4 separate regions of the Sus scrofa genome follow, and regions 2, 3 and 4 are each linked to region 1. The links are chromatin contacts, called in public Hi-C and targeted proximity ligation maps. All regions are on one chromosome and are shown on one strand. The core of a region is the stretch at or near the end of the contact, and the rest is flanking DNA. Distances in the headings are between cores, read along the strand shown.

Region 1 (7,805 bases), core at 2,968-5,467:
CATATGAAGGTTCCCAGACTAGGGGTCAAATTGGAGCTGCAGCTGCCAGCCTACACCACAGCCACAGCAACATGGGATGCAAACTGTGTATGGACCTATGCCACAGCTCAGAGCAATACTGGATCCTTTAACCCACTGAGCAAGGCCAGGGATCGAACTCAAATCCTCATGGATCCTAGTTGGATTCTTCTTCTTTCATCTTTTTAGGGCCACATTCGAGGCATCTGGAAGTTCCCAGGCTAGGAGTCTAATTGGAGCTACAACTGCCAGCCTACACCACAGCTCACGGCAACACCAGATCCTTAACCCATTGATCGAGGCCAGAGTTCAAACCCACAACCTCATGGTTCCTAGTCGGATTCACTTCCACTGCACCACGATGGGAACTCCCTAGTTGGATTCTTTTTTTTTTTTTTTTTTTTTTTTTTGTCTTTTTGCCATTTCTTGGGCTGCTCCCGCGGCATATGGAGGTTCCCAGGCTAGGGGTCGAATTGGAGCTGTAGCTGCCGGCCTACACCACAGCTGCAGCAACATGGGATCTGAGCCACGTCTGCAACCTACACCACAGCTCACGGCAACGCCAGATCCTTAACCCACTGAGCAAGGGCAGGGATCGAACCCGCAACCTCATGGTTCCTAGTCGGATTCGTTAACCACTGCGCCACGATGGGAACTCCCCTAGTTGGATTCTTAACCCACTGAACCACAATGGGAACTCCTCTATCAGGTTTTTAAAAGTAGCTTTATAATTTACATACCATATAATCCATCCAAAGTGTACAATTAAATGGCTTTCAGTATATTCAGAGTTGTGCACTCTTCACCATATTCAATTTTAGGACATTTTCATTACTTCAAAGGAAACCTTAGCCATCATTCCCCACATCTCTCCATCCCCGCAGATGTAGGCAACCACTAATCTACTTTCTACTAATCTCTATAGATTTGCCTATTCTGGACATTTAATATAAATGGAGTCATATAACACATGGTTCTTTATGACTGACTTCTCATTTGGCATAATTTTTCCAAGGATCATCAAAACTATAGCATGTATCAGTACTTCATTTTTTTTTTTTTTTTGTCTTTTTGTCTTTTTTGTCTTTTTGTTGTTGTTGTTGTTGCTATTTCTTGGGCCGCTCCCGCAGCATATGGAGGTTCCCAGGCTAGAGGTCTGCAACCTACACCACAGCTCACGGCAACACCGGATCCTTAACCCGCTGAGCAAGGGCAGGGACCGAACCCGCAACCTCATGGTTCCTAGTCGGATTCGTTAACCACTGCGCCACGACGGGAACTCCACTTCATTATTTTTTATTGCCTAGTAATATTCCATTGTATGTACCAATGGTATTTATCCACTCACCAGTCCATGGACATCTGGGTTGTTTTGGCTTTTTGGCTGTTAAGAATAAGGCAGCTATACAGGGAAAACTATTTTACAGCTCACAAATAATCTTGTGAACAGTAAAAGCCTGCTTTACTCCAAAGAATTTGAGTTTACAAGAAAAGGAGCGGAAAATTATTCCCCTACACCCTTGCTTTATGATTAATTCCACTTGTAAAAGCTTAAGGGTAAAGTCTAATTAAAGCTGAGCCAATGATTTAAAAAAAAAAAAACAGAAGAATGCAGCAATAATAAGAGTTTTAACATCTGTCAAATAGAGGTAATAAATTCTCAAGTTTTAATATATGTAAAGAATTGTGCCTGGCATAGAGTAATTGTTCAAGAAACATTAGTTCCCTTTTCCCTACTTTGTAGGTAAACCGAACGGCTTTGGGGGGGGGGCTTTTTTATCTTTTCAGGGCCACACCCGAGGCATACGGAGGTTCCCAGGCTAGGGGTCTAATCGGAGCTATAGCCGCTGGCCTACACCACAGCCACAGCAACACCAGGGATGGAGCCCGCTGCCTCACGGTTGCTAGTTGGATTCGTCTCCGCTGTGCCGCAAGGGGAAGTCCTTTTTTTTTTTTTAAAAAAAAAAAAAAAAAAAAAAAAACAACTGAAAGCTACTTAGCTTTCTACCCAGACCTAACTATACTACCTATATAGTTAGCAGAACCTTTTCTCAGTCAAATGTGTGATTCTCCTACCTCTGAGAAGATGCCTTCATTTCTTTCAGACTGTCATCTTCTGCTGACAGAACTGAGAGGCTCCCCACTTCTCTTTTCTCTCCACTTACTTACTAAATGTGGAATGAACATCACCTGTCTTTTGGCTATGTTCCTACTTACACAAAAGTTCTAATAACTAATTTTTTAATCCTCATAACACCTTCCTTCCATTCAGTGTCCCATCTTCTTTATCTTACACGCCATCTGGATATCCTGGTGCCACCTCAGGTTCACAGCCCACGACGGAAAATTGTTATCTTTAAACGCTCCCTCTTGCCTAGTTTCCATGCCATCAACACCAACATTACTGCCATTAACCTTTTTCCTTTGCTAATAAATGCTGACCATAAGGACCATCTTGGAAATTACTTATAAAATACAATTCATTACCCATTTCCAACATATATTTACAATGTAATTCCCATTTACAATATAAATGTATTTAAATACCACTGTGATTTTAAAACATTACCAAATCTTAAAAGTAACCCATGCAAATTTTGAAAAACAAATTTCTAACTTTACAATTATCCAATTAAAAGAAATAGTTTCAAGGAGTTGCCATCGTGGCTCAGCGGTTAGTGAACCCGACTAGCATCCATAAGGACTCGGTTTCGATCCTTGGCCTCACTCAGCGGGTTAAGGATCAGGCGTAGCCCTGATCTGTGGTGTAGGTCGCAGATGCGGCTCGGATCCCAAGTTGCTGTGCTGTGGTGTAGGCCGGCGGCTACAGCTCCAATTAGACCCCTAGCCTGGGAACCTCCATATGCTGCGGGTGAGGCCCTAAAAAGACAAAAAGACCAAAAAAAAAAAAAAAAGGTAAAAAGAAAAAAGTAATAAAAATATTTTCATAACTTTTTTCCCTCTTTTATTTATACACTTGTTTTTAGTATCTGATGTGCTAATCACTATGCCAGTCACCAATTTGGAGTTTTAATTTTATACAAGGAATTCTATAACTCCCAGAAGTTTGTTAACTCAGGTGCTATTTCTGTTCCTTCTTCAAAGCTGGAGTCAGAAATACTAATTGGATGTTACTCCCTTTCCACCACTAGACCATAATTACTTTGAACGCAGCAATGCCAAACAATGATAGTTCTTCCTGTTTGGCAGTATTATTCCTTCTCTAACCTGACCGGTCTAGGTTTGGTGTGATATTTATGAAAGTCGTGGATGATATGGCAGAATATGAGTAACCAATAAGTAGTACAGTCCTAGCAAAACGGAGTGACTCGGAGAGTAGAAAGGAAAAGGTGGATGAAGGTACAGCTTTGCCCCGAGATTTAATCATTCCAGCGGTCCCTTCTCTTTAGAAAGTGGGCTCTTCTAGAAGGGAAGAGGGGTCTGTTTAACAGTGAGGTTTTGTTTTTGTCTTCTTAAAGGACAGATAAAGTACGGTTATAAAACCCTCCCTGATACTAAGACCAATAAGCAAGAATAAGCACTTTTCGGAAACCCAAGTGCGGGGAGAGTGGGAGGGACGAGAGAGAAAAACAGTGCTTAGATTGTCTCCGGTGGAGAGACATCGCCGACTGGTGGGGCCTCGACGCGGGCGCGGCGGAGGACCGGCGCCGGGGCCCCGGGCGGAAAAGGCCGGCCGGGGGCCGCTCACCCAGGGCGGGGCTTCGGGGCCAGGGCCCCGCCGAGCGGAGAGGGTGCCAGACGCCAGGGCCGCGTCCTCCCGCACCCCGCCCATCCCTGGTCCTGCCAGAACTGCGCTGGGAAGGAAAGCAGGAAGAAGTCCTAACAGGGACGTGGGCGCCAAAGCAACAAGTGGCCGCCGCGGCTCCCCAAGGGACTGCTGGTCTGGGGCAGGAACGCAAGGCCGGGCGCCACGGCCTCCTTGGCCTTCCCTCTCTCAGCCCCTGCCCCATCGCACTCACTCTGCCACACGACGCTCTTCAGCCCCCGTTCCGTCACCGGCGGCGCCATCTTTCCAAACACTGCGGAGCAGCCGCCGGCGCCTCCCACTCGCAACCTACTTGAGCTGAGGGAAAGGGGTCGGGCGGGCCCCGCCTCTAGCTGCGGGGGAGGCCCCGCCCACGCCCACGGTCCGCGCCCTCCGGTGACGTCACGGGCTCTGTAGGGGCTTCCCGCCCATCCCTAGACTGAGGCTGCGCAGTGCGGATGGACGCTCCTTGAGCAGTTGCGCGCCCCCTAGCGGGAGGCTGTCAGATGAATTTCGACGACCTGTGACGTCAGAAAACGAAACCGTGCCAACGGATTGGGAGCTAACAGCATCTGAGAAATTCCGGATTACACGTAGGGTACATGAAAACGGGAGGGAGTTCTGCACTTTGTGAAGCGATTTGTAATGGACTTCATTCAGTCGCCTACCGAATAGAAAATTTATCCTTCAAAAAGTTTATTCATCGTTCAAGGAGGCAATAATTGGGCAGAAATGTGAGGTGCCATCCAGTGTGCCCAGAACTGTTCAAGACTTTCAGGAACGTCAAATAAATGAGACCAGATTCTGAAGAATTAAAAATCTAATTAGCTCAATTCTTGATATGCTGCAGGTAGTCAAAAGTTGGTTAAGGAGTTCCTCCTCGTGGCACAGTGGATAACGAATCCGACTAGGAGCCATGAGGTTGCGTGTTCAATCCCTGGCCTTGCTTAGTGGGTTTAGGATCCAGCGTTGCGGTGAGCTGTGGTGTAGGTTGCAGACGTGGCTCCGATCTGGCGTTGCTGCAAAAAGACAAAAAGACAAAAAGACAAAAAAAAAAAAAAAAAAAAGTTGGTTAAAAAGTAAATGCCCTTGTGATGATAGTATACCTGTATGAACCAATAAAATAATTATCTATTCAACAAACAAATTCAGGTGGGAGAGGCTATCAATGCTTTAGCATTTAAAAGAAGGGAATTATTGCTGATTCAACAAAGGAGACAATTTAAGCTCAAACATAGCAAGTGTAGGTAGAGAGATCTATTTCCTGAGACTTGCAATCAAACTAATCACTCATGAATTGAATGAGTTTAGTTGCTGAGCCCCCCAAACTGTGACATAACCATCATAGACATTAACACAAAGTATGCTTTCTCACAGGGATTTGCAAAGAACCAATTTTACGTTATTTTTTTCTTTTTATGGCCGCACCTGTAAGTTCCCAAGCTTGTGGTCAAATCTGAGCAGCAGCTGCTCGCCTACATCACACTCAGGACACCACCAGATCTGAGCCACATCTTCAACCTACATCGCAGCCTGTGGCAACACCAGATCCTTAACCCACTGAGCGAGGCCAGGGATCAAACTTGTGTCCTCACAGAGACAGTGTAGGGTCCTTAACCTGCTAAGCCATAATGGGAACTCCCAATTTTCTTAATTCAACTTGGTCACATAGAGAAGTGTAAATGGTACTTACTATTAGTAATTATAATAGCTAACATTTACTAAAGCAGGCACCGTGCTAAGTGGACTATCTCATTGATCCTCAAAGCAACCCTTACAGACAAGGAAACAGGCTTAGTGAAGTCAAGTAGCTTGCCAAGGATGCACAGCTAGTGGTGGAGTGGGAAGAAGGATTAGCCTTGAGCTACGCAGAAAGCAAGGGAGCAGACTATGGGATAACCTCAGTTTTTGCTCTTTAGGAGAGAGAAAGCTAATGAAAAATAAAAACAGCCATAGGAGTTCCCACTGTGGTGCAGCATGTTAAGGATCTGGCATTCCTGATGCTGGGGCACAGGTCACAGCTACGGCTCAGATTCGATTACCTGGCTGGGAACTTCTGTATGCCATGTGTGTGTGTCTGGGGGCACAAAAAAAACCCAAAACCAAACAAACAAACAAAACCTGAAAAAAAAAAACAACAATGACCAAAAAAAAAAAAAAGATTATAAACAGCCACAAAATGGCTTTAAGCAAAACCTATGGCATGAATAGCTTTTCCACTTAAGGTTTATATAGGCTAAGGTGGAGCTCTGGCCTCTTTAAAAACTTTTTTTTTTTTTTTTTTTTTTTTTTGGGCTGCACCCTTGGCATTTGGAAGCTACCAGGCTAGGAGTTGAACCAGAGCTATAGCTGCCGGCCTGCACCACAGCCACAGCAATGTGGGATCCGAGCCGCATCAATGACCTACACCACAGCTCATGGCAATGCCAGATCCTTAGCCCACTGATTGAGGCCAGGGATCAAACTTGTGTGCTTATGGATGCTAGTCAGATTCATTTCTGCTGAGCCACAATGGGAACTTCTCAAACTTATTTTAAATGGGTTTATCTGCTTAGAATTTTAAACAAAGACACACATTACATTCGTCTTCCTTTTCAATTTTAAATCAGGAGTTCCTGTCATGGCGCAGTGGAAATAAATCCGACTAGGAACCATGAAGTTGCGGGTTCAATCCCTGGCCTCACTCAATGGGTTAAGGATCTGGCGTTGCCGTGAGCTGTGGTGTAGGTTGCAGATGGGGCTTGGATCCCTCGGTGCTGTGGCTTTGGTGTAGGCTGGCAGCTGTAGCTCTGATTGGAGCCCTAGCCTGGGAACCTCCATATGCCACAAGCGTGGCCTTAAAAAGCAAAAAAAAAAAATAATTACATCAGCTTCTGCTTAGTATAGCAGAATGGAAACCCCAGCCATAAGAAAAAGTACAGACTGACCTTCTGAAATGGAGCTCCTGGCTCTAGAGGCTCAAACCGAGATGGAGGAGTATGATGAGTCAAAGTGCCTCCATCCCTTACCCTTGAGGAGAATAACCAGGTGCCAGGGAGTGATACAGAAAGGCCCTGCTGGGTTGCAGGTTTGACTTGGGTCACAGGGGGTGTAGCTGTAACTCATGCCCCTGAAGGCCAGATTCCAAGGTAGCCCTGGGAGTAGTGGAGTTCGTGTTGGCTTTGGCAGCACATAGACATGGGTCTACATCTACCACACCTACAAACTCTGATTCTGCCTGGTTTTTTTTTTTGTTTGTTGGTTTTTTTTTTGTTTGTTTTTTTTTTTTGCCACTGCTCCTCTGCCTCTCTTAGTAGTGGGACTTGAAACACTTCAGTTTTATTGCATTTGTGTGTTGAACATGAGTGTAACATCTCAAACCTCACAGCCAGCTAACCAGATGATAATGTTTATTGCCATTTTACAGATGTGAAAACTGAGATTCAGAGAAGTGAAATCACGGAAGACTTCAAGATGCCTCTAAGAACCTGCGTCCTCATGTGATACTGGTCAGATTGTTTCCGCTGAGTCACGCCCTTACCTTTGTACTGCACTGCCTGCCCTCCCTCCCCTAGTTTCACATAACTTCCCTGAGCTGTCTCTCTAGTCTCCTCTAGTTTGTTTGGCTAAACAAACTGAACAAGGAATCTGAATTCCCTGAAAACAGCAGAATGGAAGATAAAATCCACCAACACTGGTCAGAGATAAAAATTTAATTTGTAGAGCAGATAAACAGCCAAAATAACCAAGGGGTGAATGTAAAAGTTCTTGGATTAGGACAGATCACTCACTCACCACCCTATTCCTAAGTCTACTTCACTAATAATTTATCACTTGATCATGATAACCCATAGGAATATGGTCTATATATACCACGGATTGGAGTTCCCGTCATGGCGCAGTGGTTAATGAATCTGACTAGGAACCATGAGGTTGCAGGTTCGATCCCTGGCCTTGCTCAGTGGGTTAGGGATCCAGCATTGCCGTGAGCTGTGGTGTAGTTCGCAGACGTGACTCAGATCCCACATTGCTGTGGCTCTGG
Region 2 (7,691 bases), core at 866-3,365, 200 kb after region 1:
AGCTTTATTATTTGTATTAGGTTGAATAGTGTCTCCTCCTCAATTTATGTGTGCTCAAAACCTCGGAATGTGATCTTATTGGAAGCAGGGTCTTTGCAAATGGAATTATTTAAGATGAGGTCATCTTTGATTAGGGTGGGCCCTAAATCCAATGACTGGCATCATTATAAGAAGGCTGTGTGAAGATACAGAGAGACACATGGAGAAGGTCAGCTGAAGATGGAGGCGGACATTGGAGCAACAAGCCAAGGATGGCTGGTGACCTCCAGAAACTAGGAGAAAGGCCAGGAAAAGCGATTCCTTCAGAGCCTCCGGAAGAAACCAAACTTGTTTACACTTCGATTCAGACTTCTGGCCTCCTGAATTGTGAGGCAGTGAGACACCCAGTTTGCAGTAGTTTGTTAATTTATTACAGCACATAAATTGAGCAGCTAATGGATGCTCCATAAATGCCAACTGATCTCCTTCAAAAGGGAGAAAAAAATTCTATAATAAGCTAAACAAGAGAGGTACTTTCACAATAATTTTAAACAAAACACATTCTGATGAAGAAAAGCTATTTTTTTTTTTTTTTGCTTTGGTAGAAAATGCATGGGTTTAATATATGCATTACTATAGTTGTGTTTTGAAAATTTTTGACCTCATTAATATTATATATATGAATTATAGCTAAGGAAACTGACTTGAATGAGGAGAATCAAATTTCATACTTTAAAATTATACTTCTCACAGGTCATATAAAGATTTTATCACTTACCTGGTGTCAGCAGCCACCGCTGGCTCAGTGCCCCCATTGCATTACATCGGGTTTCATTCACTTGACCATTCTTGGAAAGATACTAAGACAGATAAACTGTATTTGCAACACTTATGAGAAAAAAAAGCTGATGCAGTGCATTTCTTCAGGTGAGAATCTTTCACGATATTGTAGGACATAGAAGAATAAACTGTGGAAAAGAAAGATAAATAAAACATGAATGAGTGAAAATTATTTATTTCACTGTGTTTTTTCCAAATAATAAATGCGTTTTATTCAGAATGAATTTAAATGCTTTGTATGTTCATTGCTAAGCTGTTAGTGAGTCTGGGGTAACGAATTAATTGAATAAAATGTGGAAATCTGTCTACAACATGGTCCACGAAGGCATTGTTAAGCGGTCCGTCTGATGTTCTGTCGCCCTCTACTGATCAGTGAGCCAAATTACATTTAGCCTTTTCCCCCGACAAAGGGGATCTCTTCTTTAAAGACAAAAAAAATTTTATTGCTGAGTTTACAAAATACGTTCATGAATTTAAAAAAGCCCACAAATAAAAAATAAGTATATCAAGTACCACATCTGTTTATGTCTATCATCGGTCTGTGAGCTCCTCAAGGGAAGTCAAAGATTCTTTCATTTATCTTCATATTCCTGGTGGCTAGCATACTGCTTAACAGGGTATGTGCACTCCGTAAATGTTAGATAAATGATAAGTTGAAGCAATGTGCGCAGCTGTAGAAATCTTCATTTATCATTATTTTATCAAGTTGTTTCATAAATATCATTATACATGGATTTACATAAAATTAGTAAAACTTTTTCCCAATACATTGATTTCATTTAAAATGCTAAAGTTATTTTCACTTCAATATATTTTAACAGTTTTAAAACTATATTCACTGTCATTTCGACTGTGATTTAACCTGGGCATTTTTCTGGTTAACTGTTATTTTGATTAGCCGTGTGTTTTTAATGGAGGATTTTTATTGGTTCGATTTAAGATCAGCTGTGGTGGTAGAAGGCCTGAAATGATGGCGGCTAAAGGCCCGAGTTTATTTCTGTTTCACAGAAATATAGACAGTCTAGGGCTGACATAAAGGCCCCAAGATCCTGGCTCCTTCTGTCTCACTGCTCCACCATGTGTAAGCATGCATAAGCTGTGTAGGCTGAGTGGAATAAATAGGTGCAGAGCCTTTGGGCGAGTGGACTAGAATAAACTCCACGCCATGTGGAGGAATAGAGGTTGGCATGTTAGTAGTTTTGACCAAAAGTGCTGTGATGTAATGGACTGAGTCCCCTACAACTGTCATGAGATGAGTGTGCCCAGTTCTGGCTTACATGATAGGCACAGTACGTTTCACAAAGGATATTCCATACATTCATGACCACAGATTGCAACTCAAAGTTCCCCCAAATCTTACCCAGTTTCTCTTGTGACATAGCCTTCCCACTCTCTACAATAATTATGCTATCCCTTCTTGCATCTCTTCAAATTTCCAGCTCTCACATCCTCTTTTTCTGATGCTCTCTCCTTTGCATCCTCACTTTCACCATTTCTTCATTCATTTATTGAAGAAATAGAAGCCATTATTCCAAAGGCCTGGGCCCCCTTCATCTTCCCACCACTACAAACTATCATTAGGACTTGCACCTGTTTTTTGGCTGCACTGAAGGAAGGGCATCCACAGCTGTAGGCAGCCATAGACAAGGGCTGAAGCTGCAAAGAACAAGGAGATTTGAATTTACCTAAGGTTATGGTTTTGCCAAATGAATAAGGAAAAGAAAGCGGGACCAAAATGTAAAGGGATATGAAAGGTATTGATTAGGATGATGTATTATGGAATCTAAGTGGAAGTAAAAAGAGAAATGACATAAGGAGATGAGGGCACTGTTAGGGTGAAAACATTAATAGGTTGTAGGTCCCCATAACATCCCTGTTCATAGTATTTGCCCACTTATTAGGTTTTTCTCTTTTTCTTATTGATTTACAGGATTCCTTACATATTCTGAATACTACTTTTTGTTATTCGTAAGCTTGTATTTTCTTTCTGTGACTCATCTTTTTCACCTTTTAAATGATGTATTTTGGTGCACAGATGTTTTCAGTTTTACCAAAATTGTGCTTTAAGGTTTGTGATTTTCTTTTTTTCTTTTTTCATCTTTAAAATTTTATTGGCAAATTGTTGACTTACAAAGTTGGGTTAATTTCAGGCGAAGAGCCCGAAACTTTTCCCATACAGCTCATTATACACTACTGAGTAAATTTCCCAGCGCTAGACAGTAGGTCCCTGTTACCCATCTATTGCATATATAGTATGATAATGGTGTGTATATATCAACCCCAACCCCCTAATTTCTCCCCTACCCCACGTTTCCCCTTTGGTTAACATAAGTTTGGTTTTGAAATCTTTAAGTCTGTTTCTGTTTTGTAAGTTCTGGTTTATGCTTTTTCTGTCTTGTTTTGGAACTCCTTTTCTACACTGAGATCGCAAAGATATTCTTCCAAATTTTCTTCATAACATTTTAAGGTTTCACATTTTACTTTTATATCTACTTCAGTGGGAATTTATTTCTGTGCACAGTATGACGTAGGGATGCATTTCGTCTTTAACTCTCCCTAATTTGGTTTCTGCTCCACCAATTCACTAAAAATGCTGATGCCTTTCTTGCCAAATCCAAAAGACACTTTTCAGTTCTAGCTTTTAATTTTACTCAATTTTTCAGTAGCATTTGACACTTTTGGCAGCTCTCTTTTTCTAAAAACAGCCTCTTCTTATGGTTTAAAACTTTCCTGTTTTCTCCTACTTTTCTGAAGGCTCTTGTTCAGTCTCCCTCAGAGAAATAATGACTATAATTCCCCAGACACCTATGGTCAATTAATCTTTGACCAACAAAGGCAAGAATATAAAATGGGAAAAAGTCAGTCTCTTCAGCAAGTGGTGCCGGGAAAACTGGACAGCTGTGTACAAATCAATGAAACTAGAATACAGCCTCACACTATGCACAAAAATAAACTCAAAATGGCTTAAAGACTTAAGTCTAAGACAAGACACCCTCAAACTCCTGGGAGAGAACATAGGCAAAATATTCTCTGAGAAATGTTTTCTTAGGTCAGTCTCCTAAGGCAATAGAAATAAAAGCAAAAATAAACCAATGGGACCTAATCAAACTAACAAGCCTTTGCACAGCAAAGGAAACCATAAAACAAACAAACAAACAAACAAACAAACAAAAAAACAAAACCAACAATGAAAAGACAACCTCCTTCGGAATGGGACCTACGCCACAGCTTGTGATAAGGCTGGATCCTTAACCCTGAGTGAGGCCAGGGATCGAACCGGCACTCTCACAGCAACTAGTCAGGTCCTTAACCTGCTGAGCCACAATGGGAACTCCTTAATCTCTACATTAGACTGTTGAGACAGAACTGGTACTGATGAGGAAACGGAGGCTCAGAGAAATGATGTAATTTGCTCCAGAAGATTCAAATGCAGGCAGCTCGAATCTGAGCCTGACTCTTTACCACTATGCCAGGCTAGCTCTGTTGCCTACCCCTGACACCTACATTTTAGAGTTTTCCAGAGCTTGGCCTAGGGACTTCTTACTTCATGCTTTCGTTTTTTCTTTTTTGTCTTTCGTCTTTTCCGTGGCTAGGGTCTAATCTGAGCTGTAGCCACCGGCCTACGCCACAGCCACAGCAACACAGGATCAGAGCTGCATCTGCAACCTACACCTCAGCTCACACAACACTGGATCCTTATCCCTCTGAGCGAGGCCAGAGGTTGAACCCGAAACTTCATGGTTCCTAATCGGATTCGTTAACCACTGAGCCACAACGGGAACTCCGTACTCCACGCTTTCTAAGTGATGGACCTCTCTCCTATAGCTTTAAAATCTATCTGTATGCCAATGACTAGCAAACTTATAGTTCTAGCCTGGACCTCTTTTCTGAACTGGGCATGCAGTTTTGCCACTTGCTTGACTCCCAGTCATCTTATCCGCAGTCAGTCTCCTCCACTTCTGGGACTAGCAGTTCCACTGACATGGTGTTTCATGCCGGAAACCTAAAAGTGATTTTTGATACCATCTCAGGCCAGGAGCGCTGCTATAACAATACCATAATAATAGTGTCTTATAAACCATAGCAATTTATTTCTCACAGTCTGGAGGCTGGGAAGTTCAAGATCAAGGCCCTGGTAGATTCCGTGTCTGGTGAGGGCCCACTTTCTGGGTCATAGATGCTATCTTCTTGCTGTGTCTTCACAAGGAGGAAGGACTGAAGATGCTCTTTGGAATCTTTTTTACAAGGACACGGATCCTCTTCATGACCTCATCCCCTAAAAACCCCCGTCCTAACACCATTACTTTGGGGGTTAGAATTTTAACATACCAAATGTGGGGGCACACAAACATTCAGTCTATAGCAGGATCATTCTCTCCTTCATCCGCTCATTCACAATGTTCTTGCAGTTCTAGCTTTAAAATATATCATGATCTGTCTGCTTCTCTCCTCCGCTGTTACCACCCTAGTTTAAGCTGACAGCCCCAAGACTCTCATGACTGATCTCACTCCGCTGACGCTTCCCTTTTTTCTTATTCTCCACGTGGCAGCTAGAAGGATAGTGTACATTGTGAATTAAATCATATTTATTCTGCTTCCAGATGCTTAAATAGTTTCTGGTTAGACGGTAGTATTGTTCATTAATGTTCAGCATCCTCCCCAGCAGGAGGATGTAAAGCCAGGAGAGCATGTCACTTGCTTTGGCCAATGAAATGAACACTAAAATTGAATATGTCACCTCTGAGCAGAAGAAGCTTAAGAGCCACAGCAGGCTTCTCCCTTTTTCTCTTTTCTTTGCCATGGCTACCAATGACATTCCAGATAGTGGCTGCCTGGGTCCCAGAGTAAGGAAAGGGACATCCCAGGAGCAGAGACCACAGCTGACTTATGATAGGTCTATTTACAAATGTATTTGCCCCGTGGGTCCCTGAGATTCTGGAGTTGCTTGTTATCCCAGCGTAACCTAATTTATCCTGATTATAGAGCTCGAGATTGTTCTTGGGATAACAACTAGGATTTTTAACACTGGTGTTTTTAAATTTTGTTTTAATGGCCACACCTGAGACATATGCAAGTTCCCAGGCGAGGGATTGGATGTGAGCCACAGCTTTGACCTACATTGCTGGTGTGGCAACACTGGATCCTTTAACCTACTGTGCCTGGCCAGGACTGAATCCGTGCCTCTGCAAGTGACCACAGCTGCTGCAGTCAGAATCCTGACCCACTACCCAACAGCAGGAACTAAAACTTGTGGGTTTTTTAAATTTAATTTAATTTAATTTTTTTTTTTTTTTTTTTTTTTTTTTATATTTAGGGCTGCACCTGGGGCATATGGAAGTTCCCAAGCTAGGGCTCAGATTGGAGCTGCAGCCACTGGCCTACACCAAGCCACAGCAACTTGAGATCTGAGTCACATCTGTGACCTATATCACAGCTCATAGCTATGCTGGATCCTAAACCCATTGAGCAAGGACAGGGATCAAACCTGCGTCCTCATGGATACTAGTTGGGTTCATTTTCTGCTGAGCCACAAAGGGAATTTAATCTCATTTTATGCCACTCTTTCTATTGTTCCTTATTCTCCAGTAACAGTAGCCTTCCTTTAGTTCTTTGAACTTTTCAAGTTCTTTTTCTTCTCAGAAATGTTAAAAGTTCAGGGAATGCTGTTTTCCTCAATTGTCATTGGCCAGCTTCTGCTTATCTTTCAGGTCTTAGATTAAATATCACCTAAACTTCAGCATGCCTTCCCTCATTCCCTGATAAGTGTGTGTGTGTGTGTGTGTGTGTGTGTGTGTGTGTGTGTGTGTATGGGCCTCTGTTTTCATAGAATAATTACAAACCGAGATGAGTGTAATAAAGAGAATTACACTCACGTTGGTTTGTAATTATTCCATGAGTTATGATTTTTCTATAAGTTATGATACGTGCAGCTGTGACAGAACAAACGAAAAATGGCTTAAACGCCCAACAAAAAGTGGCTTCAATAACAGAGGCTTAGTTTGTCTCCTGTCCAAAGAGTGGAAGCTGGTTCCAGAAGTGGCTCACCGAGAATGTGGGCTCTTTCCGTCCTCTAAGGTCATCCTGAGGTGCTGGCTCTCACCTTGAGTCTTGTGGCCCAATGTGGGTAGAGACCATCAAGAAACAGTTCGCATAGAGAAGATTTCAAAGCATGAGTCCAGAATAATAATAATGGGACAAAGCCTCCTAAATCTCAGCTCATAATAAACTCAGGTATGTCCAGAAAGAAAATGTACTTTATTTGCCTAAACCGGTCTTTCTCCTGAGCCTCACCTGTTAGAGAAAGGGAAAAGAAGTTAACCAAACATTTAATGTGTTTTAAAGCTTAGACCGTCTGGTAACTGAATGAGCTCCTTTAAATAGCATTTACTTCCTTTTGGATAACAAGTGTTCACTAATTCTCTCCCTAAGAGAGCGTCTTGGGGGCTGGTGTCTGAGGGAGGCATGTGGCTTACCTGTGACTTCTGTGGCATTAGGGCTAAGTGACAAACTGCCTGTGTAGATTCTTTTTCTTTTTTGTCTTTTCTAGGGCTGCATCCAGGGCACATGGAGATTCCCAAGACAGGGGTTGAATCTGAGCTGTAGCCGCCGGCCTATGCCACAGCCACAGCAATGCTGGATCCTCAACCCACTGAGCAAGGCCAGGGATTGAACCCTCAACCTCATGGTTCCTAGTCGGATTCGTTAACCTCTGAGCTGCTACAGGAACTCCGTGCATAGATTCTTGAAGCATGCAGGTTGGCATCAGCTGGTCTCTTGTCTGTGTTCAGTGCTGGTCTCCATTGCTTTGCAGGTGTGACTGGTCTGTTCTTTTTGTTTGAGCAGTGCTTCTGATGGCTTTCCTTGGCTGCTGC
Region 3 (7,134 bases), core at 368-2,867, 130 kb before region 1:
AATCTAAGAACAAGGCCATTTTAACAACTACAATACCCTATCTTTGTTTTAATTAGTCTAGTAGCAAGTTTAAGATTTCTATCAAAATATAATATTTTTAACACTGCATGCCTGATTTCATGAAAATCAATATAACTAAACTACTTATCTAGCCAAAGAGGATCTGAAAGGAATGCCTCTACAACAGTAACACCCAACTTTTTACTTTGTATCTGCTCAACTCCCTATATTATAAATAATGGCCTGAAAAAGAGCTTGCCAGGAGGAAGGTAGGTATGAGACCGTCCCTTCCTCTCCAAAGCACCCACTCTCCGCGCGGGCGCGCGCACACACACACACGCCAACCCACAGCAATCTTCGCTTTTTTAACGTTGCTCACTGACTTTCAAACAATCAACCAAAGCTGCTTCTTGAATAATGACAAGCCAAGCAAAAGCGATATTTATCAGAGGTAATCACATTGGTGGTTATCAGGCCGGAAATCTTCCGCGCACCCTTCTAAAGTGGCAGCTTGAAAATTCAGCGTCTCCCACACACGCCACCCGAGACACCAATACTAGCCGACTGAAAGCCAAGAATCCACTCCGTTTAATTCCACGGGAGGGTTAAATTATGCATTAAGGCAAAATTTCCATCTCTACTCGTTTTAAGAGTTCAAATAACACCAGTTAAAATAAGCCAACTGGTTACCATATAAATACAACGAAATTATAGCTTTTCCACTTTCCACTACTCGAAGATATTCCACAGATTTTTAGGAAAGGGTTTTCTTAATATTCTACCCTTACTAAAACTTTTTGCAGCAACCACGAATTTCTCTGGTAAATCAACAGGTTGGTGCCCCCAAATTCACGAATTTCAATATGGTAAACGCAGGTGTCTGACAAAGACTGTCCTCCTTAGACGGCAAACTCACGACTACAAGCGAACGCGATCTGCCTCGGATTTAATTCCACAGGGTTTCAGATTTTTAATCTGGTTGTTATTTACACGCAGGACATGTGAGAAGTTGTTGTAACCTATTACACTTTTACTTAAAAAACAAAAAACTGGAGAACGAAGCTCTTAAGAATTCTCCCATTGTTAATTCCCCAACCTGAAAGCAACTGAGGCTCGAAGGGCAGCGGGGTGCTCCTGACCCGAGTTTCTAGTTTCTCGACGCCGGTCCCCGAGACCACCCCGGCCCACTCCCCAACCTCGAACAAAGGAGGTCGCCCCTCACACTCTCTCTCTCACACTCACACTCACTCTCACACACACACACACACACACACGCCCCTGCTTGTCTCCTCCTCCGCCGGGAGCCCACAAACACCCCTCCGAACTCACCTCCCTGGGGCGGGAGAGCCTGCGGAGCACCGCCGACAGGGCGAAGCTGCAGCAGCGGCCGCCTCGGCGACGGGCGGGTGGCCGAGGCCCCTCCCCACGGCGAGTTCCCTCCCCTCGGCGAGTCCTCAGGCAGAGGCCCCGCAGGCCAGCGCCCCCACCGCCGCAGGTCACGTGGGCCAGAACTCCGGGGCTCTCCTCTCCTAGTCAGCCGCCACGCAGGGGTCCCGCAGCGCCGCCAGCCCGCTCCCCCTGCCCTCCTCTGCGCTTGCGCCCCAGCTCCCAGGCGCTCCCATTCAAACAGACAACGCCCCGCGTCTTTCGGACCCACCAATGGCCGGAGCGGGAGGCGGGGCGGGGGCGGGGCCATCTGCGCACCGCCTCCCGGGTCCAGGCGGGCGGGGGACGCGAGTGGGATTAAGCGAACCTCGGGGCGCCTGGTCCTCCACTGCCCCCGGGCTCTGTCCTCAACCACCGAACTAAAGTCGCTTTCTTTCCCTCCTGTTTCTTTTCCAGACACTGAGGGTGGGGCAATAAATATCGTCCAGAAAAAGTCCGTCGGACTGTCCCAGACCCTTTTAAAAGGTGGGAATCCCAAACAAGTGCCTCTTGCCCTGACGGCTTGGTCCCTGCCAGGAGAATGAGTCTCCCAAGGGCACTTGCGGGGATGTTTAAGAAAAAGAGGGCTCTGTGAAAGGAACAGAGGGACCCGTGTGAAAGTCTGAACAAGGCAGCCTCAGTTCTTGAGGTTAGGTCACAATTCTGGCGTCCCCAGCTGTTAAAAAAGCAAACTTGTGTTGACTGCGGAATCACTGATTCCCAGGAAAATTGGGTGGTAGCTTTGCTTACTTTCAAGCAGCTGTGTTCCAAATACACTGGGACGAATAATTTTTATTTCCATTCACTTCCTCTCTATATCAAGTCCCCCCTCCCCCGAAAAACAGGTCTGTTTGTTCTTCACAAAAATATTAAGGCTGCAGTCTTTCTCCACTAAATAACCTGACGAATTTTATCAGATTATTTCTCAAATAGATATTTCTCCACTGAAATGAAATGTTTCTACAGGTTGAAGGATATGTTAAAGAAAACCCCAGTTTCAGTATCTCTCTGAGTGATACTGAAACCAGTGATCCAAGTAGCATTTCTCTTACTGGGAAAGCGTTATGTTTGGCAAACTGGTTAAAATAAGAGCTTTGGCATCAGACTAGACCTAGGTTTGAGTTCCACCTCTGCCACTTACTGGCCGATTGACCTTGAACAAGTTACTTATTTTTTTTTAGCCCTAGTTTCCTCAACTATAAAACACAACTGTAAATCTTTTAATAAGATGGTGGTTGTGATGCTTCAGTGAGGCAAGTTTTGTTAAGTAGTTAACATCGTGCTCAACTGCTTAGTAAATGTTTCTTATTATCATTATTATCAACAACTACCTTTACTATCAGGTGCTTGTAAACAACAGCTGAATTAGCTCACTGTATTATTTCAGAGGTAGGTATTATAATCCCTACTTAGTCATAAATTCTTTTTTGGGTGTTGATAGAAAAGCCACAAAGAGAGTACAATATATCAAATTCATCCTCTCTGAATGAATAATTATTTCCCCTTTACAAATCTTCACTTACACATGTGACTTTCTATCACTCATATTAGTTATCTTCATCTTGCTCAAATTGAATTATCTTTTATTTATATATATATTTTTGGCTGCCCCATGGCATATGGAGCTCCCCAAGCCAAGGATCAGATCCGAGCCGCAGCTGCGATCTAAGCCACAGCTGTGGCAATGGCAGATCCTTAACCCACTGTGTTGGGCCAGGGATCGAAACCGTGTCCCAGCGCTCCCAAGATACTGCCAATCCTGCTGCACCACAGCAGGAGCTCATGAATTAGCTTTTAAATTATCTTTTAAAAGGTATAAATCAGAATATGTCATTCTCCTACTTGAAAACCTTATTGACTTCTCATTTGATTTAAAGTAAAATCTAAATTCCCCCTACTGTGGCCCACTAAGCCCTAAACCACCTTGCCCTTCCTGTATTTTTCCCTCCAAATACACTGACATTCTGCAGACCTTAGAACTAAGCCTCAGGGTTCTCTCAGGGCCTTCTCCCTGGCTGTTCCTTCTGCAAGATTTTCCCCCCAGGCTCTTTAGATGGCTGGCTTCTTTTCACCTTTCAGCTTATTCATCACAGTATTCAGCAAGAATTTCTTCAGTTTTAGCTCTGTCAGGAACTGTTCTAGGTGCTGGGAATGTAGTAATGAACAAGACAGAACACAGCCCACCCGCCTGGAATTCAATTAAAATAAATAACAAGAAATATGCCAAGCTGTGATGGGTACCGGGCAGAGAATTCAGCGTAGGATGATGTGAGAGGAAGTGACCGAAGGACTGCTTTACACTGAGGGTCAGTGTAAGAGAGGCCAGCCTGAAAGGATGGTATTCAAACTGAGATTTTTAATTTCCAGAAGGAGCCAACTTTCCAGCAAAAGCTCAGGGAGGAACGCATTTGGCAAAGGGAATAGTGAGTGCAAGGACTAAAGCTAAAGCCTGTGGGACAAGCTTCGTGGGTTTGAGAACCCGGAAAGAGGCCACTACAGCTTAAGTGCACTGAAGGAGAGAGGAGCACACGGTTCGTGTGGGTCTTTGTAAACAGGGTAATGTGTTTGGACTTTATGGTCCAAATGTTATGGAAGCCAGTGGGAGATTTTGAACATGGGAATAATTTCATCTGTTTATATTTTTAAAAGAACACGACGAAACAAAGCCAGAATTTGAGACATTCTACAAGACGGCTAGTCTGGACTCTTCAGAGACATCATTGTCATGAAAAACATCCAAAAATGTACAGAATCTTAATGAACTTCTAAATCAGAGAGAGAGGAGAAAAGAAGAAGAGGAGGAAGAAGAAGGAGGAGAGAAGAAGGGGAAGAAGAAGGGAAGAAGGGGAAGGGAAGGGGAGGGGGAGGAGGGGGGAGGGGAGGGGGGGAGGAAGAGGATGAAGGGGAGAAGGAGACTATAAATGACATTTAAGAAACAACCGTCATGGTGCAGTGGTTCATGAATCCGACTAGGAACCATGAGGTGGTTGGTTTGATCCCTGGCCTTGCTCAGTGGGTTAAGGATCCAGTGTTGCTGTGAGCTGTGGTGTAGGTCACAGACACGGCTCAGATCTGGCATTGCTGTGGCTCTGGTGTAGGCCGGAGGCTAGAGCTCCGATTAGACCCCCAGCCTGGGAACCTCCATATGCTGCAGGAGTGGCTCTAGAAAAGGCAAAAAGAAAAAAAAAAAAGAAAGAAAGAAAGAAACAATTGGGGAAGTCCTGCTATGGTGCAGTGGATTAAGGCTCCAGCATGGCCACTGCTGTGGCGTAGGTCGAAGCTGCAGCTCAAATTTATCCCAGGCCTGGGAACTTCCATATGCCTTGGGTGCAGCCGAAAAAGAAAGAAACAGTTGGGGAAATTTGAATATAGACTGCATATTAGATGATATTAAGGAATTACTGTTCATTTTATTAGGTATGCCATGGAGTTATCTTCATATAGATTTTCTTTTATTTTTAGAAGATGCAAGCTGAAATATCTAAGCGTAAAGAGCCATGAGTTCTGAAACTTATATTCAAGTGGCTCAGCAAAATGCAGAAAAAGAGAGAAATACAAAAAAGATTAACAAATAGATCTAGGTGAGGATATATGGGGAGACATATATTCTTATACTGCACTGTTCATGTGCTATTATTTTACCTTTTCTGGAAATCTGGAATTTTTCAGATTAAAAAGTAGAGGATAAAATCACTCTGTAGAGTTCCACTTCTGACAGTAATGAAATAGATACTTTGTCCAACTCTTACACGGAGAATAACTGAAAATGCTTCCGAATATTAAAACAACAGAAACTTTATCAATGACCCAGCATGAAAGTAAGGATCACTCAGAAGCTAAGAACTAGTAAAAGAGGTAAGGAGAACACCGAAGTCAAGTTTGTCTTTGCCAAACCAGGTGAACTTGAATTTTGGTTGTCATGGTCTCATGAGGCCTGGTAAGAAAAGACAAAGGTCAGATTCCTGTCAAGATGACGACTCTCATAAGACTCCACACATAAAATCAGGATTTCCCCCTTGAGGGCTCTTCAGCCTCTTTCTAGAAGACTACAAAAGAACATTGCCTATAATCAGCTTTAACAAAGGATGGAGGGGGAAATACGTCCTCTCTGATTTTTTTTTTTTTTAACCAAAGTCAATAATCTATTCTACTTGCGTTGTCCAGAAAACAAACAGAAAATTTACTAAGTGGTTTCAGCAAGTGGTGCTGGGAAAACTGGACAGCCACATGTAAGTCAATGAAACTGGAACACACTGTCACACCATGCACAAAAATAAACTCAAAATGGCTTATGGACGCAAATGTAAGACAAGGCACCATCAAACTCCTAGAAGAGAACATAGGCAAAACATTCTCTGATATCAACCTTACAAATGTTTTTGCAGTTCAGTCTCCCAAAACAACAGAAATAAAAGCAAAAATAAACCAATGGGACCTAATGAAACTGACAAGCTTTTGCACAGCAAAGGAAACCATAAAAAACCCAAAAAGACAACTTACAGAATGGGATAAAATAGTTTCAAATGATGCAACTGACAAGGGCTTAATCTCTAAAATATACGAACAACTTATACAATTCAACAGCAAAAAAGCCAACAACCCAATGGAAAAAATGGGCAGAAGACCTGAATAGACATTTCTCCAAAGAAGATATAAAGATGGCCAACAGACACATGAAAACATGCTCAACATCACTAATTATTAGAGAAATGCAAATCAAAACTACTACAAGGTACCATCTCACACCAGTCAGAATGGCCATCATTAAAAAATCCACAAATAAATGCTGCAGAGGGTGTAGAGAAAAGGGAACCCTCTTGCACTGTTTGTGGGAATGTAAATTGGTACAACCACCATGGAAAACAGTATGGAGGTAACTCAGAAAACTGTATAAAAGAACTACCATATGACCCAGCAATCCCACTCTTGGGCATGTATCTGGACAAAACTTTCCTTGAAAAAGTCACATGCATCCACATGTTCATTGCAGCACTATTCACAATAGTCAAGACATGGAAACAACCTAAATGTCTATTGACATATGATTGGATTAAGAAGATGTGGTGTACACATACACAATGGAATACTACTTAGCCATAAAAAAGAACAAAATAATGCCATTTGCAGCAACATGGATGGAACTAGAGATTCTCATACTAAGTGAGGTAAGTCAGAAAGAGAAAGACACATACCATATGATATCACTTATATCTGGAATCTAATATAATGCACAAATGAACCTTTCCACAGAAAAGAAAATCATGGACATGGAGAACAGGTTGCCAAGAGGGAGGAGGAGGGAGTGGGAGAGACTGGGAATTTGGGGTTAATAGATGCAGAATATTGCCTTTGGAATGTATTAGCAATGGGATCCTGCTGCATAGCACAGGGAACTATGTCTGGTCACTTGTGATGAAGCATGATCATGTGAGAAAAAAGAATGGATACATGTATGTGTCACTGGGTCACCTTGCTATACAGTAAAAAATTGACACAACGCTGTAGATCAGCTATAATGGAAAAAATAAAAATCACTATGGAGTGGTTTCAGGTTAGTGGTACCCCCAGGCAACTAGCAAAGGTAAACCAAGTCACCTTTAGAGAAACCCAAATGCCATAAACTGAATGTTTATGTGTTCCCCAAACTCCTGTGTTTAAACCTAATTCCCAGTGTGACAGTATTTGGAGATAAGGCCTTTGGATGGAGAT
Region 4 (7,595 bases), core at 4,200-6,699, 170 kb after region 1:
GAAGAAATCTTTTCAGCTTGTTTACAAAGTAAAAGATCCAATACACAGATGTGCTCATTAGCTTCCTGGACACTCCCTGAATTCACATGGTTTTCTGCCACAAGCTCATGTGAATTTAGAAAACTATTAAGTTATGAGCACAAAAAAAAAAAAAAAAAAAAAAAAAAAAACAGGGGAAAAAAGCAAACTTAGAAATCCTAAAAAATACAGGAAAATGTTCTTATCATATTTCTTTATTAAAGCAGTCCAGAAATCAAACCTGTTCCAATTGTCTTAGTAACCTTGAAAGCGTCATAAACCTCAAAAGCGATTTGAATATTTTAACAGAGGAAGAGTGCTCTGAAAAGATGTTAATATAATATGGGCTGTGGAAAGGCCTTCAAAATATTTTACTAGGCAATAATTTGGCTTCAGTTTATTAGATTACTATAATCGTACAGTGTATTTATTTTGAATGTTTCATTAACTATGGTATTAAAAATCTGACCATTTAAATTACATTTATTACAAATAAATATCTTTCAGTCTTTATATTTTTTCTAGCCTCTTCACCGGCTACACCTTCCCGGGAGAAACTGGATCCTTCTAAGATTAATTTTCACTAATAATCTTTAAAAGGGCAAAATGCTGCAAAGAAATTCTAGATGAAAAAAATCAGTAAGCAGGCTTACAGACCAGAATCTAAAAAAATCCTCCATAAATAAGTCTCCAACTGCTTATCAGGCTGTCACTCAATGTAGTATGTTAAACCTACAATGGACCTCCTTGTATCCTCTCCGGATACACATATTCCCCTCAACAAAACAAAACAAAGATTCCTCGTGCCTTCTTTTTTCAGGGCTGCACCCGCAGCATATGGAAGTTCCCAGGCTAGGGGTCTAATCAGGGCTACAGCTGCCTGCCTGTACCACAGCCACAGCAATGCTGGATCCTTAACCCACTGAGCCAGGCAGGGATTGAACCCACAACCTCACGGTTCCTAGTGGGATTCGTTTCTGCTGTGCCATGGCGGGAACTCCCCTCCTGACTGCTTTACACCATCATATCATCAAGGCAACTGTCATAGCATTATTGTTTCATCACTTACATGAGAACCTTCCAAGTTCTTTTTTTGCTTCTGCCTGGTTATCTTAATAGGCTCCTACTCTGTCTCCTCATTTCTAACCTATTCCCATTTGAATTCAAAGAGCAGTAGCCTACCAGCCAGTTGAAACACCACTTTATAATCACATTACAAGCTGGTGTAAGAATCTTAGATTGACTTTGATCCTATGAGCAGTGGGAAGTAAATTCTTTATAATGGCATTCAAAAGTCTCCATCTTCCACTAGAAGCTTCATGTGAACGCTCTCTGCAAGCAGGCTGTTCCACCAGCAACTCCTGGTGATGATTTGCTCAAGCTGTCCTCCCACCCTCAGCTCCTCATCAAGGCAAAGCCATCCTCCCAGCAAGCACAACTGAAAAGCTGATGTGGTTTTTAGCAACCATTACAATTGCAAATAAACTCTTTACCTTCAGAATTTCAACAGCACTCACACACTGTCTAACCCATTGATTAGGCACTAAATCATACTGTTTCTTACTGTCAAGCAATTATACATGAATGATGTAATTTCATCAAGTAGAAGCATCTGCCTTTATATTTTTGTACTTTCAAAAAAAAATTCAAGTACAGTTGAGTTACAGTGTTTGCCAATTTCTGCCGTAATATTTTTTGTCCTTTTCACAGCCCCCTGACAGACAACGGGAAACTTGGTAAACACTAAATTAGTATTTGGTAAACAATGAATGATACGCATCTTTCGGTTTTACGCACAACCAAATATATTTATCATTTGCTATGTACTTCTAAGGCTTCTCTTTAACAAGATGAATTATTATTTCATGTAGGTTCATGCATCAGGGGTCCTCAAGACTCTCAGGTTCAGTGATCCTCTAGGAGGACTCACAGGACTCAGCACAGGGTCATGTTCACATTAAAGATGTAGAACAGGAGTTCCCGTCGTGGCGCAGTGGTTAACGAATCCGACTAGGAACCATGAGGTTGCGGGTTCGGTCCCTGCCCTTGCTCAGTGGGTTAACGATCCGGCGTTGCCGTGAGCTGTGGTGTAGGTTGCAGACGCGGCTCAGATCCTGCGTTGCTGTGGCTCTGGCGTAGGCCAGTGGCTGCAGCTCCGATTCGACCCCTAGCCTGGGAACCTCCATATGCCGCGGGAGCGGCCCAAGAAATAGCAAAAAGACAAAAAATAAATAAATAAATAAAAAATAAAGATGTAGAACAGGGAAAAGAGATAAAGCAGAATTAGCAAAGGAGAAAGGAGCACAGAACAAAGTCTGAAGAAACAAAGTGCAAGCTTTCCAGAGCCCTCTCCCAGGGGAGTCACCCGAATGCAGTTTCTCCAGCATCAAACTGTGACAACATGTGTCCTTTACCAAGGAAGCTCATGCAGAACCTAAGGCTTTTTTTTTTTTTTTTTCTAAAGGGCTGATGATGTAGGCACCCTCTGCCTAGCACAAGCCAAAATTCCAGACTCCTAGAAAGTACACAGCACCAATCACACTGTTTGGATTGAGGCACGATGAGCCACTAGAAAGTTTTACGTCAGTGAAGTCGACTGTTGAACGTTCAATTCCCAGATGCCAGCAAAAACACTGTAAAGCAGGCCTATCTAAGGAAAGCAGTCTTGGGCCTGCTGAGTTCACCCCTTACTATGTAGTGCATTTCATATGTTTAAGGGAGAAGTAGTAAGTGTTAACTGTATTTGGTTTAGGAGAAGCAGAAGGTAACTTTTTTAAAAAATGAAAATCCAGCATTTATTTAGAGATGCACTGCCTAGACTGGCACCCAAGAATGAAACACTATGCAATTTTTAAATCATTCACATCCTTTAGGGATTTTTTTTCCTTCTAAAATAGATTTTTCAAATCAATATTTCCATAGTTTTCAGGAGAAAAGAATTAAGTATAACATGTAAAGTAAACTAACTCTCAGATGAACTCCCTGTCTCCTCTTTAAATGTCAGCTAGGTGCCAGAGCACTGTGGTAGCTGTTTTTAGAGACATCATTCTACTAAATCTCCACAACACCCCCATAAGCCAGCGATGGTTTCTGTTTTACATATGGAAGACTTGAGAGGCTAAGTAACCCACCCAGGTTTTCCAGCGTGGAGGGAAGATTTAGGTTCAGATCCGCCTCATTTCAAACTCCTCCTCTTAACTTGATACCAACGACTCTCCCTAACAAGGCACAGGCTCCTTATAATGAATCACTTCCCTCCAAACCATAGGGATGTTGTTTGGTTGGTCACACAGAGCACAACTCTTTAACCTACGTGACTTTGATTAAAGTCACATTTATTTGGCAGAGAACGGGATACGTTTAATACAGAATACTCTGCTTTTTCCTTTCCAGTCTTGTACATTCCAAATCCAGTTACGCCCCTCGCTTGGTAAAACCATTAGGAAGTCCCCTATTCAAACACAGCAGTCTGCTTTTATCTGACAGCAGTCTGCTTGAAGTTCGATAGACCTGTTTTTTGAATTTTGGCATTTCACGTATCAGACGTGGGGACCTTGGAAAGTGAGTTAGGCTGAATCTCAGTTTATTCATCTACAAAATGGGGATCCCTACCTTACAGGCTTGCTGTGAGAATGAAATAGGTTGATCTATTTAAAGGGTTTAGCCTATACATATTTGCTGAATAAAACACTGCCTGCAGCACCAGAATACCTGACTTTTAAGAAGCCAGACCAATAATCTGAGGGAGAAAGGAGGCAGTAGGGAAGTACCCTGACCACCAGGTGTCACCACTGACCCAGAAGAGTTGGTCTAACTGCCAGAAGTAGGGGGTGGGAACCCTGCGGCATTGCAGGGTAAGACTGTCATTTGCACCTACAGAACATTCAAGAATTGCCTTAGGCTTTCTACACCTTAAGAGCTAGCGAAGTATTTGTTGCACCATTCTGAGTAACACCGCTTTCTTCCCAGTGTGTTAAAAATGACTCTGGTGTAATTAATTAGCTGAACAGCCACAGATTTGTCATCATACTTTAATTTTAAAAACTATGCTCAGCTGACCGTTATTTAAGTCTGAGAATCAATACTGCCTCCTCTCTCCTTTGCTTTGGCCAACTAGATATTAACATTCTCTGGCTTCCATAGGCTTCAATATTGCCACCATAGACAATTTTCTGGTCCCAATTCCACAACCCACGGACATTATTCTTCCTTTACATTATTAATAGGGAATGACAGGTAAAAGGAAAGCAGAATACTTATTAGGGTAAAAATAAAGCCCGTGAGCAGAATATGGAGGCAAAATAAACATTAGCTCTGAGTCTTATTCCTTGATCGCAAGAATTTAAAAGTTCATTTTAAAAAATTCTACAAATTCACTCTTTTCTTAAGGAACACTTACCCTCGGGTAGATCTGTCAACCTACAAATGGCCCTAAAAAGACTCAAGGAATGCCACCCCTCCTGACTTCACTCTATAACCTACCAACGACCCTCCCTGTGAGCGCCTAGGGGCTCACTTCAAAAAGAGGGGCGGGCTTGGGTTCTTCTGGTTCTAAGTCCTCCACGCTGAGAGCCACTGGCGGCCACTGCGAGAAGGGTTATTCAGAGAGTGTTAGGGCGTAACTGGACACGCAGCTCTGAGATGAGGCACAGACTGCTGTCTGCCAGGGAACACTTGACTCAAGTCAAGCCTGATCAGGCCTACCCTAGTCGCATCCTGGGCTCCCGAGCCCTCCAGTAACCAACAAGGAGAAGGGGAAAGGCTGAGGCACCGGCTTCTGTTGAGAGCGGGCGCTCCTGGAACTCGAGCTGTTTGGGTTATTTTTGTTTTAACAGCAGCTCAAGTTCCACTCTGCATCTCACAAATATAGAAAGGTCTGAAGAGAAACCACAAGCATCCTCGCCCTTCTGACCATCGTTCCCATTCCTAGAGAATTTAGGAGGGAAGTGCAAATACCAGGAACCATCTGGAATCAGGAGCGCAGGTGGCAACTCCAGCCGAGAAGAACCCACTTGCGAAGCACTTTAGCAGATCGATAGACTGCCGACCGATCTCAGACTGATCCCTAGAGAAAGAAGAGCTCACGAGGCTGGCCGCCCTCCTGGAGCTTAGGAGCCACGGAAAGAGATGCTGCCCAGCCTACAAGCCCCTGCTGGGCAGGCGAGGGCGCAGCTGAACGGGGATCGCGGGCGGCGGGCGGGCGTGTTACCTGGGGGACTCGGCGGTGAAGCTGCCGCCGTCCAGCAGCCGCATCTTGCAGAAGAGGACCCCGTTGACGAAGGGCACCGAGGAGAGCTCCTCGAGCCCGAAGTCCACCTTAAACTTAAACTTCTTCTTCTTCATCATCATGAGAGCCAGACGCCGGCGAGCGGGGTGCGGGGGTGGCCCCAAGGGGCGCGCGGGCCGGCGCCGCCGCTTCAACTCGGCCGAGCCCCGGGCCCGCCCAGCCCCATGGCCGGGGCCGCGAGCTGCGCGCGGGGGCGCGGCTGGGGGGCGCCGCGGGCCGGCCGGGGCCGGGGCCGCCGCCTCCTCTCGCGGCAGCCGGGGCCGGAGCGCGGCGGCGGCGGCGGCGGCCGCGGCGCGGACCCCGCCCGCCCGCGGGGAGCGGTCGTGCTGCAGCTCGCCTGAGCGGTGGGCGCCCTCTCGGTGTGCAACTCGCCGCCGCCGCCGCCCGTCTGGGAGGAGGAGACGTGAAGCTGGGAGAACCGCCGCCGCCGCTGCCTTGGCGCTACGGGGCCCGCGGCGCCCCTAGCGGCGGCGACGAGCAGTGCACCGCCGGGCGGAAGCGGGAGGGCGGGCGAGGAAATTCGCGGCGGGCGGGCGCTTCGCCGGGAAACGGACCCGCGACGGCAGTTGGGGCGTCACGCCTCGCTGGGGTTAAAAAAAGACAAATCCGACCGAAAAGGAACTTCCTTCTACAGCTTCCTCTCGGCCTTTCTTTCAGTTTTTGCCCCGCCTCCTTTCTCCCTCTCCCCCCTTCTCCCCCTCCCCCTCCAGAGATATATTTTTTTTCCCTCTTGGGTTTGAGAGTCACGGGTTAATAGGGTTAATCAGAATCTCCACGACGTCGTTTTCATCAGATCGAAATCCGAAAACACAGATTTCTTTTAGGTACTCTGAATTCACGAGCCTTCTAATATAAAGCAAGGAGGAGGCAGGGAAGAGGAAGGGATTAGAACGTGTGCAGAACCCAGGCACTGTACTGCTACAGGCGTTTTCTCCGGTTTATACTTTAATTCCTGTCAGCCAGGATAAAAGAGTACAGAAGGCATTCAAATAATACTTTCCCTTCTAAAATGTGGCCGTCCATACGGAAAACTGAAAAGCCAAAAAAATAAGAAGTCTCCTTAGATGCATGTTTAAGAATGTGTACGTTACACATTGTTACATTATACGTTATGTTACTACTTGGTTACGTAATATTCATATTTTCAGCCTGAGTTATAACCCGAAAGATTCCCTCGCAGTAATCTTTGAAAGGCTGCAACTGAAGAGATTCTCGTTCCCAGTTCACTCATTGATGGATGCATTCATCCGTACAAAAATATGTTTAATCACCGAAAATGTCAGTTATTGTCCAGACCCGGTGATTGATTTAAAACACACACACACACACAAACCACAAAAAGTCTGACCTCAATAATTTTACGATCTAGTGAGAAAAATATACCTAAATCAGTCATCAAAAAACAAAACCTAGGCGTTCCTGTGGTGGGTGACTCAGCAGAAACAAATCTGACTAGTATCAATGAGGACACAGGTTTGATCCCTGGCCTTCCTCAGTGGGTTAAGGATCCTGCGTTGCTGTAAGCCGTGGTGGAGGTCGCAGATGCGGCTGGGATCTGGTGTTGCTGTGTCTGTGGCATAGGCCAGCAGCTACAGAGCCTAGTCCACCCCTAGCATGGAAGCAGCCCTAAAAAGACCAAAACAAAACAAAAAAAGCCCCACAAAAAAACCCACCAAAAAACAAAACCTAGCATGTGTGTTTCCTTAGAATGAAGAAGCAAGTTGTCTGGAACTCAGAAGAGGAAGGAATTAATTGAAGTTAATCAGTGTTCTGAATTTCAAAGAATGAATGGGATTTGGAACAGAGTCAGGGGTTGGTGGAGGGAAGGTGCTCCAGGTGGGAGAAATGAAGGGAAAGACCCAGGGGCAGAGTTTAGGAGTTTAGGGTTCTCGGGTTTGGTAGTGGAGAAAACTGGTTCGCCCTCAGGACAAGGGGATAAGGCAGTGGACAGGGTTACAGGGGACTCTGGGGTTTGTTACTTGGACAGCAAGATGGATGTTAATTCTGTTGACTGCCTTGGAAGCAGGAGGAGGGTAGGTTGGGAACGGAGGAGATAATGAGACTTTATTTGAACTCTGAGACATCCAGGAGAATAAGGAGAATCAGGGCAAAGAGTAAGGACCAAAAACTTGCCTTTGGGAATTAGAGTATTCCCTGATGGCTAAAGCCCCAGGAGTGGATAAAAATGAATTACTCTGAAGAATATCTAATGAGTAGATGAGGAAGAGAAGCTTGTGAAGGCACTTTAGAACAAACAGAGAGAAGAGATCAAGGAAGATAAATGCTCTGG

What was found. Hi-C and Micro-C count contacts between places; a contact is called where the count stands out from the background.
Region 2: a contact with region 1 is called in a targeted proximity ligation map of alveolar macrophages. A contact is called at or near these places in 1 of 5 promoter capture datasets (liver), 6 of 47 Hi-C or Micro-C datasets (embryonic fibroblasts, liver, mesenchymal stem cells and 2 more) and 1 of 2 datasets of targeted methods (alveolar macrophages).
Region 3: a contact with region 1 is called in a targeted proximity ligation map of alveolar macrophages. A contact is called at or near these places in 2 of 2 datasets of targeted methods (alveolar macrophages and skeletal muscle).
Region 4: a contact with region 1 is called in a Hi-C map of heart right ventricle, with 2.4 times the contacts expected there. A contact is called at or near these places in 1 of 47 Hi-C or Micro-C datasets (heart right ventricle) and 1 of 2 datasets of targeted methods (alveolar macrophages).

What each region holds. Positions count from the first base shown.
Region 1 is chr4:111,289,850-111,297,654 of Sscrofa11.1, forward strand. It overlaps STXBP3 (syntaxin-binding protein 3), which reads right to left and starts at 4,218. Exons shown (of 19, transcript XM_021090106.1): 1 at 3,999-4,218. The coding sequence starts at 4,047.
Region 2 is chr4:111,496,361-111,504,051 of Sscrofa11.1, forward strand. No RefSeq gene overlaps it. Among named protein-coding and RNA genes, the nearest start is that of FAM102B, 33 kb to the left of the region's middle.
Region 3 is chr4:111,164,285-111,171,418 of Sscrofa11.1, forward strand. It overlaps GPSM2 (G-protein-signaling modulator 2), which reads right to left and starts at 1,618. Exons shown (of 15, transcript XM_021090096.1): 1 at 1,330-1,618.
Region 4 is chr4:111,461,781-111,469,375 of Sscrofa11.1, forward strand. It overlaps FAM102B (protein FAM102B), which reads right to left and starts at 5,450. Exons shown (of 11, transcript XM_021090109.1): 1 at 5,228-5,450. The coding sequence starts at 5,367.